Linked DNA regions of Gossypium hirsutum: region 1 is linked to region 2. A link is a contact called in public Hi-C data. All regions are on one chromosome and are shown on one strand. Each heading gives the region's core, a stretch centred on a gene start, on an enhancer-like site or on the middle of the called end of the contact. The rest is flanking DNA. Distances are from core to core; before and after follow the strand shown.

Region 1 (5,586 bases), core at 2,205-4,704, 170 kb after region 2:
AAGATCTGTTGGCACCCAATCTCTTGGTTTTGGTCTGTTTTCCTTAAATGCAATCGACACAGACATCAAAGTCTGTGAAGTTAAAACACTCTAAAATACCATCAGACACAAGGCGTTCAACTCTAACTTTTGATATATGACCTAAGCGCTTATGCCATAATGATGCTGAATTTTCCTTATTTAATTTGCGTTTAATACCATGTGATTCCACATGCAAGGTTTCATTATAGAATGTAATTGTTTCTAGCAAATAAAGGTTGTCATAAGTATTTAAATAACTAGTTCCAACAACATTTAAATTTAAAGACAAATTAAATTGATTGTTTCCAAATGAACAATAATATCTAAATTCGTCCAACGAAGAAACATAAACTAAATTCCGTCTAAAAGACAATACAATAAAGTGTCTTTTAAATCCAAATAAAAATCAGTTCCTAATAACAACCTAAAACGCTCAATCGTTTCCACTTCTACCGATTTTCCATCGCCCACGAAGATATGTCTTTCACCATCACTTGACTTTCGGTAACTCAAGTAAACCTGCATAGAAACACTTATGTGAGTAGTAGCACCAAAATCTATCCACCAAGTGTTTCTAGGTACTAAAGCTAAATTAATCTCAGAACAGACGAAATTAAGAATTATACATTTCTTTGCATGCCAAGCATGATATTTGGTACAATCTTTCTTTACGTGTCCAAACTTGTTACAAAAGAAACAAATCTCTATAGCTTGCTATTGTTTTTTTTTTAGCTGAACCCTTAGCAGTTTCATTCTGATATTTTCCTTTTTTTACCTTTGTCTTTAGGGGTATTGGCCAAATGAGCATTTTCAGACTTATCACGCTTCAACCTTTCTTCCTCTTGAACACAATGAGAAATGATCTCATTTAGAGTCCATTTTTCCTTTTGACAGTTATAACTAATTTTAAATTGATTAAAATGTGCAGAAAGCGATACCAAAACCATAAGAACAAGTAATTCCTCAGAAAGCTCTATCTTAAGTGCCTTAAGTCTTGAAGCAATATGTAACATCTCCATAATGTACTCCCTTACGTTTCCTTGACCCTTATACTTCATAGACATCAAAGAAGTAAGAAGTGATGTCATCTCAATTTTATCATTTTTAGCAAAACATTTCTCAATTTCATCAAGGAAACCTTTGACTTGAGTAATCTCTTCAGATTCTGTACCTCTAAAGGCTTCTAGAATGCTGTGTTTCATGATCATTAGACTCATGCAATTTGAACGATCCCACCTCTCAAGATCCCTCTTAACATCAGGGGTGCTTTCCGCAGTGAGAGGTGCAGGTTGTTCATCCTTTAATGCAAGGTCTATGTCTATACATGCAAGCACTATAAGTGTCTTTTCCATTCCTTAAAATTAGTCCCATTAAGCATGGGTATAGAATTTATATTAGCAGATATTGTGGTAGCAGAATATGAATTAGTTGAATGTAGAACAAATAAAAACAAGGTCACATAAATATTCATAAGGAAACAATAAATTCAAGATAATGGCTAATCCCATCTCAAGATACCAAGCAGAACATTAATATCAAGTCTTTAGACAGTAATATTAATAGTAAGTGATACTCTTGTTGTAGCAATCAAATATTGACAATAAATAATGTCAAACAATTAATTAATCTTTGGACTAACTTATTGCTCACATAAAATACATTATAATTGTCACACATTTATCACCACAGATGTCATTGAAATTCTGTCAAATATTAACTTACCTTCGGGTCAATCAATAAACGCATGAATCACAAAAACATATAATCATCTTGATATTTCAAATAAACTAATCTACACAAAAGAGGTCACTTTGGCGACATTTTGTTTCAACTAATCTATTTAAAATATTAGACATCCTTAATTAAAAGCCAAAATCTGAATTTATTTGTTTCAAAATATTTACCGTAATTTCATCTTTCAATCAAATTAAAAGATAATCATATATATTTATATAATTTTCCAAAACAAGAGGCATTAAACCAATCAAAACATGCATATATTATATATTTATATATAAATGAAATATACGAAACTGTGAACTTCTTTTCCATTTATTTTTTAACTAAATGTCGTATAGGTTTATTTATTCATTTAATAGAAATTGAAACATAGGACTACGAAGAATGAATTTTTTTTTTTGAATTTAACATGATTATTCACTGAAGTAAAATATTTCAAACTTTATAATTAAATTCATCAATTTGAAAATCACCTAAATTAAAAATTAAAATAAAACCCTAAAATTTTAATATGAATTCAATATAATCAAAATCTAAAAAAAAAAGACTTTAATATAAACCTTCAAAGATCAACATATATATACGAAATATAAAACCCATAAAATTTCATGAATCAATCATTCAAATGAAGAACCTTAATCAATTCCCAATTATTTGATATGCTCGAGGCTTGAATGCCACTTGTTAGAATTATGAATTAAGATATGATATAAAACTTAATAAATCATAAATCAGGATCTTGTCATGTCAAATCATTAAGAACAAAACAAGAATAAAATTAGATGTGGAAACATACCTAATCCTTAAAATCCTTGAAGTTTTTCCAGATCTGGGAATTTGATTTTTCAAATTAGCACACAAGAAATTGAGATAATATTTGCTCTCTCTTTCTTAAGGATGAGATATTAGAAAAGATATCTTGTATATAATTTGGAGACCATAACCCTAATATTTATAATATTGTCATATTAGTTCTAATTCTTAATTAGCGCATCATTAATTAGAATTTGATTAGAACTCAATTACTAGAGTATCTACACATATTTGACTCATACTTTATTTAATAATTAAAGCCCAATAAAACATTAACTAAATTAGATCACTTTTAATTTGAACTAACCTATCATGATAGTAAATAATAATAGCATGTAATTATCCTTATTATATATGTGATGTCCATATTTTCTAACATGTTCTTCATAGGATAAATCGTGGCAACCAACCATTTTCGTATTAAAGGCCGAAAAGAATTATATGGCCCAACTATACGAAATTTTGACTATGTCACTTGGGCTCCAAAATTATCCTTGAAAAATAAAAAGATTGTGATTACTTCATATGCGCCAAGCAAGAATTCTAAAAAGGCATGCCCAATTGGTTCCTCCCTCATGAATCGTAGTATTACCCTCACATTAAAAAGAATCCAATCATAGTATTAAAATTCATATTTTAACAAAACCAGAATTGAACAATTTTATTTAACTAAACTAAAAAAACATCTTTAAAATAAAATGATGAATATTTTTTAACGGCTTTCAAAATAAATGGTAAATTTTCGATAAAAGTTAAATTATAATTTTATATAAAAAAAAGACCTTGATTTATAGAAAAATTAATATACCTCGAGTAAACTGAGTGAAAGTTTTTAACAATAATCAAAGTCGTGATAACCCGCCCATTTAAGAGGTGTAGCTAGTGGGCTATGACCCCTTATTCCTCAAAACATGGATTGCATATAGATAGGGAACCAACCAATCCTAATCCTCCTTCAAAAATCTTATCCACCTGTCCATCACTCCATTCGTCTGCCACCAAAACGTCACCCACACTAATAATACCATTTTTTTATTATTACTTTTAGGTAATTCAAAAATTCAGACAAAAATAAATTAGAAAACGAAATTTTTTTAAGAAGAGCTTTTTCTTTTTTTTTTTTTTGAAAGCAAGGAAGAATACTACTGTGAAATAAGGCAGCAAAAGGAAAGGAAAGGATAGGATTTGTAGCGTTCAAGAGGGCGCTTATCTATCTCAGAAATAGCAATAATTAATTTTTGAGGAAAAAATGGCGGCAGCAGCAGCATCAGCTTCCATGTCGGCCACCGCCGTGTTGATTCCTCGTGTTCCTGCAGCCGTTAGAACAACCCGCTGTTCCGCCTTGCCGCCTCTCCCTCCTCGCGTTTCCACCTCTTCCTTTTCCTCGTCCGTTAAGCTAACTCCAGGTACTGCTGTTAACATTCCCCCTTTTAACGCCTCACTTCACTTGCCTGCTCTTCCTTTTGTTTGATTTTATTGAATGAAAATGAAAGCTTAATGGTCATATAAGTTAAGAGTTCACTTTTATATCCGGTTCTTCCAAACACCATATTCGGAATTGAGACTGGTTTTTTGGGAAATGAAATCATTGGTGGTGGGTGTAGGATCAGAAACGTTAGAGTGGTGACAATCACACGTGTTAAGAGTAGTTGCAGTAAACTAATTATGGAGGCTTTGTCTGATAAAAATGGGTCAATCTTTTGGACGATCATATGGCAGTTGGGACCCCAAATTTCAAATGGGGATGAATTGGTGCCAATTCAAGTATGGGATAGAATGCAAGTAACAACTCTGGATGAATGTCGGACATGTTCGTATAACATGAATAGATAGGTAAAACAACTATGAAGTGGTCTAATATATAGCGCTCTTCCTTTATAATGCCACAACAACAAATAGTTTTTATTTGGTTCTCTGTCATAGTATATGCATTTCTTAGAAAGACTTTGAGCTACGTATTCCTTGGCCTTCTATTTACCCTGTTGTTTTGGGTACAGAATCCCGGAGGTTTCCTTTTCTCCAAACAAAAGCAACAGAGGACACCTCTGTCGATACCGGGGAGCTTTTTGATGACTTGAAAGAAAAGGTGCGAAAATGGTGGCCTGCACATAATCAATTTCTTGCTCTTTTAACTTGCTGAACTGAGTGCCTGACTTGGCTTTTTTCGTGGTTTTCTAGTGGGATAAAGTTGAGAACAAGACCACGGTTCTTCTTTATGGTGGTGGGGCAATAGTTGCCGTTTGGCTATCATCTATTCTTGTTAGTGCCATTAACTCAGTGCCTTTGGTAAGTGAAACTCTTCATGCTACACTTTCTAACTTGTTTTATATGCTAATCCTATCTGAAATCAATGCATTTCTGTGCTTATCAGCTTCCAAAGATAATGGAGTTGGTTGGACTCGGATATTCAGGATGGTTTGTCTATAGATACCTTCTCTTCAAGGTAAGATTTCAGTCAAAAAATATAACGTCCCATGAATTTTGTGTGTGGAATAATCCGAGTTCTTTATGGGTGAGCCACATCATTTAAACACTTGCAAATTGTTCAACTTGATAACTCTAAAGGGAAATTTACAAATGCATGAAGAGACAATGATGTATTTGATGGTTTTGAATCAGCATTTTTTAGTTGCAAGTGCTCACTTTGAACTCTTAAATCTAGCTTATATATTAGAGGTGGTGTTCAACTTAAAAGGGTGGATTAATTTACGATTAAAATCAAATTGGTTATCAGACTATAGTATCCGATCATATATATGAACACTAAAAGCCGTGTGCTAACAACATGCGTATTACCTCAGTCAAGCAGGAAAGAACTAGCTACGGATATTGAGGCACTGAAGAAGAAGATTGCTGGAACTGAATAGATGTACAGGATTGGCAATGGCATGCTAATCTGGCCTTCTTGTATCCTGTAAAAGAGACATCTTTATCCTGTAATTGTAGGGATTCCTTGTATGAATTCTTGTCACCTTTATATTTCCCCTGTTCCTGGAATAAAACTTGTCAATT
Region 2 (5,915 bases), core at 694-3,193:
AATAATAACAGAAGTATATTCAACTCAATACTACCATACCTTGTTCTAAAAGCATATGAAGTACGGTAAATCTGCAAAGTAGTTTCCATTAATTCGTCATTGAAAGGCACAAATTTCGGCTTTCCTTGAGTAGTCCCAGAGCTGCGGTTTGCAAACAAAAAACCAGCTCTCAATTCTGAAAAATCAAATCATAAAAAACAATGATTAAAATTATATATACCTGAGAGAAATGGTGGTTATTGGTTTTCCAGTGAGAATCGGAGAGGACGAACCATCGACAATTCGTTGAATATAAGGCTGCAAGTCATTGTGAGTGACGAGAGGAACACAAGCTTTGAAGCTTTCAGGGTCGGTTCTGCCATTGAGGCCCAGATTTTGCAGATATTCAGCACATCCATTTTCTTCTAAAATCTTCTTTAAAGTCTCCCTTTGAACATTCCCGGCATCTTTTGTCATCGATTCAAACTCTTCTATCAGTTTATCCACGTCCAGAAGTTCCATCTTTTCTATCATCGTTACTCAAACTCTACATATATTAAAACAAGAGCAGTATGATGGAAATATTGGTGTTTCATTTCATTTCATTTCAGATTATGTTATCAATTTTCACCCAAGTCTTGTTGGACTCTTTAAATATTGGATTTTATAAGCAAATGCAACAAATCAAATCTAGTCTTCTAAGAACTAAGTCTTAGATGAAAAACCAATATTGAAACTTCACTTATCTTAAGATTTAAATTATATGCTAGCACGCTTGGCGGCTTTGGTAATATAATTAGACTATAAAATATAAATAGGTTGCTTTGAAAAGTATTTGTAACCAAACACTGGGATTTTCGCCATAAAAGGGTTTTCATTCAGTTTCAATGAATCTAAATTTTCATCCCTGAGAAGAAAGGAATTTAGAAGAATCAAGTAGTACTAGAAGATGAACTTTGAAGTTTATGATCACCAAAAGTTAAAAAGATAATAATTGCAAATTTTCGAAGATATCTGCAGTTTTCCTGTAAGCTTTTCTCTCAATAAGATTTAAGATTTAAACCATTAGCTCTCGTTTTAGATGAATCCACTAAAAGTTATCTTTTCGTTTTGAACTCTCAATAAGCTGTTTTGGTGTTCATCGTCTAATTTCCTTGAAATTTATTCTAAATCATTCGGCCAAAACAGTCATACAGATTCGAAGTTTCCAATCAGAAATTACAACCAACTTACATAGATCCATGAAAAAGTAAACGCTAAAAGTCAGTAGTAGTAGTAGTAGTAGAAGAAGAAGAAGAAGAAGAAGAAGAAGAAGGAGAATTGTATTTTTCATAAATTCCGTAATATGTTCATATTACGGGAAAAAATAGCTAAATAAGTGAATTGGAGACAATTTATTTCCAGAACAATTAAAAGCTTGAATTGAATCCACTTCCCTCCATTACCTCACCCAAACTTTTAAAAAAATAAAAAATAAAACTCCAAAACTAAGTTTAATTCTTCAAAGATAAACATCCCCGCACGTTCATCAGCCTTCTAAACAACCAAAAGAACCCATTAAGCACTAATATACTAACCAAACATTATAGAAACCTCGAAACAAATCAAATAAAATAACAAACAGAACTCTAATTTCAGCATACCTCGAAAATCCGAATCTAGAAATCTCCCTTCTCTCAGCAGCTTTAGAGCATGAATTAAACAACTCTCAATTGAGGAAAAAAAAGGAGGAGCAGAAAGAGAGGTTCTAAAACAAAAAAAAAAAAAACTCAAAAACACCGCGTTATCCTCACTGGAAAACAAAGAATTTTCTGTATGTACGGAGGGGTTGAAATTGGGTAGTTGAGTTGGTCAATGGATATTCGCGCTGGCCTTCATATATATCTATATCCGACCATATATAATATATAACCAATCTCCTAATGGAGTCTTTCCAGAGTAAATACGATCATAATTTTATTTTTGTTATTAATTTATACAGCGGAGAAGCTAAAAGCCTAAAACATGTTGTTGTTAGGGTAATAATAATGTAAATTTTTATTAAATTAAAATTTTATCATTTTTAGTCAAAATATAAATTTATTTTTACTAATTTAAAATTTTATATGGTCTAAATAGAATTTTTTTTATTTTAAGGGGTCAAGCCCCTACTAGCCCCTAGCTACGCACTTGAATTTATGTCTATTTATATTTGAAGAGAATTTTATATAAGTTATAAGTAATTTTATACATCTTCGTATTTTTTATATAAGAGTAATATTTTAACAATTTAACCATTAAATTTATCAACATATTTGTATTTACCATGCATATAAAATTTTGAATTAATATAATATTCAACTATTGAATTTTTTTACATAAATTAAATATTTAGAAATTTTGAATTTATGTTAAACTTTACATGTATAATCTACAAGAATAGATAATGAAATATTTTATCACAATGTTTAGAAGTACCCATAGCCATTTCCCAACCCATAAATAGGAGGATAATACACTTCAACGTACTCAATCTCACATCCTCTTGCATTGACAACAATGCCCATACCTATTGAGTCTTATTAAATTGTTAAAATATTAATTATATAAAAAAATTATCTACCTTTAAGAATTAATATCAAACTTCAATTTTTTTGTTATTTTAGATTGATGTTTGAATTTACGTTAATATTTATCCTTCTGAAAAAAAAATATTTTTCATTTATTTTTAATATTAACAATAAAATATCAATTTCAACTTTTAAGTCTAGAATATAAATCATTTATTTATTTTATTCCTCTTCTTGATTTTCCTTCTTAAATACATTAAATATTTAAAAGCAAGGCATGATAAAAATTTTTATTAAGCCTTTATATTAAAAAAGTATAATGATAAATTTAACTCTTAATATTTATATTTTTATCAATTTGATCTTCAACCTTTTAAAAAAGAGTTAAAATTGGCTATTGACCTTTCAAAAAGAGTCAAATTATTATTTAATTAATGAAAATACCGACTAAAACATTATATTTTTAAACATAGGAACTCGCATTGCAATCCACATGTACTTCATGCTATTTTCTATGAACATTTTATAGGTTTTTTTGGAAATTTGATTTTTTTTTATTTTTTGAATATTTTTATAATTTTAAAATTATTTATTGATGCGGATTGTAAGACAAATAGTGTAATGTCAGCATAAAACACGCATAGATTGTTACGCAGGTTGCCACACTATCATCATTAAAAGATTAATGTTTTAGTCAGTATTTTTGTTAAAGAAAAGCAAATTGACTCATTTTGAAAGAATGGTCAAACTTAGCTTACAAAAAGGATAAAAGTCAAATTGGTAAAAAATGTAAACATTCAAGGCCAAATTAACATTAAGCCAAAAAAAAAAACAAATCAAATTCTTGTACTTTTTTATATTAAAGTCAAAAACTAATGTATGGTCACCGTTGTATATTCCACACATCTCCAAATCAATAAATTTGAAGAGTAATAAGTTAGCTAAAAGGTGGGTACTCTTAGGTCCTCTAATTCCCTCTTTCTTTCTCTTCTTCATGTGCAGGAGATCTGGTATTTTTAGTAATATTGATAATTATAAAGAGTGTTGACGTTGTGATCTACAATGGCGCGACTATCTAAGGTGTCGGAGAATCTTTCGCCTGATTGACAAGACGTGTAACACCCTAGGATATATAGGGTTAGAATTAATAAAATCACCAAGAAATGAGCCTTAGTATTGAAGGTTAGGAGATTAGTAAATTGCCTAGAGAACCAAAGTTCTGTTGGAAAAAATCTGGTTTGAAAACAGTTGTCTTGCACAGCGAAAAATTAAAATTTTAAAAACCGGCCCGATTGTGATATTTATAGTAATAAACCTTAACCGAATTCGTACCTATGTTTTTGGATGAGAGAATCCTTTATGTTTTTCGTCTTTCTATCAAATTATCTTCTCCACTATTCTCGTACCACGAACTGTTTCGAGTGTGGGCTCGAACCAATTGAATCAAAATACAGAACTAGAAAAAGATCCTTTTAGGGTGAAAACGTAAATTCTTTCTTCTTTAATAGAGACCGGTAAAATTGTTATCTTGAAAAATATGTTTATAAGTTGAGAATAAATTCTTTCTATTTTTTGGCAGAATAACAATCTCTCAAAAGTTGTGTTAATAGCTCTATCGGTGCTATCTAGTTATAGGAAAAGAAAGTAGAATCCTTGTAGAGTTTTAGAGGTTTATTTTAAATAGAAATACAACATCCTACTTAGATTAGGAGAGGGGTGAACGACTCACCCTTGTATTTCTACTAGGGTTGCCACCCCTTCATGTTATATGAGGGGTTATGGGCCTCTCTTACATCATATCTAATTACAAATACTTCCTGGACCTTTTTGACCCAATACTCTATAATGTGATCCAACGGGATTTAGTTTTTCTATTTTTCAAAATAAACTTTAATATTTACATATTAAATAATTTTCTCATCCCAATTTTACTCAAGTAAAATTTTGACGATTTTACCACAGGTAAAATTTCAAGAAAGTTTGTTCAATATGCCACAACTCAACATGTTCACCATGATCGAATAATTTATTTTCATTTTTCGGGCTTCAAAACAGTCTAAAAGCCCCATTTTCATTTTCATTTCCATTTTTGGAAACCTACTTTTATTTCCAAATGATTACATTTCTCCATTCCAGAGAAAATCATAATCACTCTTGAATGTTTCTTATTTCTCTTTTCCTATTCATTTCGTTCATTTTTATTCAAACAGACAATTCATTTCTGGTTTCAACAAGTTAGCGGAGGGACCGATTGAACATATGTAGTTGAGGCTCAAATGATTTATAATTAAATTCTGGCTTTTCGCTTATTAATTATAAACGCATTTAGTCACGAAGTCATTCCACTATAGTATCGTGATTGAGTTCTCCTCAACAACATACCATTACGAAAGCAACTGCTCAATGCTCGTTCAATTTATTCAAACACGCAGTTCATTTCTGGTTTCAACGAGTTAGCGGAGGGACCGATTGGATATATGTAGCTGAGGCTCAAATGATTTATATTTAAGTTTTGGCTTTTCGTTTATTAATTATAAACTCATTTAGTCACGAAGTCAGTCCACTATAGTATCGTGATTGAGTTCTCCTTGACGACATACCATTATGAAAGCAACTACTTAATGCTCGTCCAATGACCTTGTCATTAGTGTGTTGCCCTCATAGGATAACCTTGATCTCTATTTGGGTGTTTTGGTACAAATTGGACTCATTGTCTGCAGTCTCAGCAAAGTAGCCCGTAAGAGTGATCATATGAGCTTTTACCAGAGTGTCGGGCTTTTGCTGGGCATTCATTAAGCTAGTTATAGTAGACTGTCGAGCCAAGGTAGCTTGGCCTCCGAACATGTCTTCTAGCTTATCTAGAATCGCTGTAGTAGTCGTACAGCTCTCTAGTTGCTTATATAGAGTGCTGGTCATGCTTTCTAGCATATAGCAACGAGCTATTTCATCACACTCTTCCCAGCATTTTCAAGCATCAGCTTCAAAGCTCACTCACCTTAAATTTTCATCCTTATAGATAACCCACCAAGTTAGGACACGGGCACGTTATCCGGAGGGTCTCAACACTGTCTATTTTAAATTTTCAATTACTTAAAAGCTTAGTCTTTTGATTTATTTTATTATTTGAGGATTGGAATGTTTTATTTGAATTATGTATGGGATTTAGGACTTAGGTTTGTTTTTATTCTGCATGACATTTTACCTGATTTCTTAAGATATTAAACTTTGATTATTAAATAGTATGATGAACCCCAGTTTTATTAAATACTCAAATAAATGTCATCTTTTCTGCTACTAGATAATAATTATAATGTTAAGAACAGTAAAACGACTTTTAAACTAAGTTCTCTATTAAATTAAATAAGTGTTTTAAAACAACTATTTTCT

The links. Hi-C and Micro-C count contacts between places; a contact is called where the count stands out from the background.
Region 1: a contact with region 2 is called in a Hi-C map of leaf, with 1.8 times the contacts expected there. The contact joins the promoter of LOC107900934 here to the promoter of LOC107900937 in region 2. A contact is called at or near these places in 3 of 34 Hi-C or Micro-C datasets (all in leaf).

Annotation. Positions count from the first base shown.
Region 1 is chrD08:49,849,912-49,855,497 of Gossypium_hirsutum_v2.1, forward strand. It overlaps LOC107900934 (protein CURVATURE THYLAKOID 1A, chloroplastic), which reads left to right and starts at 3,455. Exons shown (of 5, transcript XM_016826721.2): 1 at 3,455-3,980; 2 at 4,572-4,660; 3 at 4,753-4,860; 4 at 4,946-5,017; 5 at 5,376-5,586. The coding sequence starts at 3,824. The coding sequence ends at 5,441.
Region 2 is chrD08:49,682,822-49,688,736 of Gossypium_hirsutum_v2.1, forward strand. LOC107900937 (jasmonoyl--L-amino acid synthetase JAR4) reads right to left here and starts at 1,944. Exons shown (of 5, transcript XM_016826728.2): 1 at 1,623-1,944; 2 at 221-526; 3 at 40-141. The coding sequence starts at 513.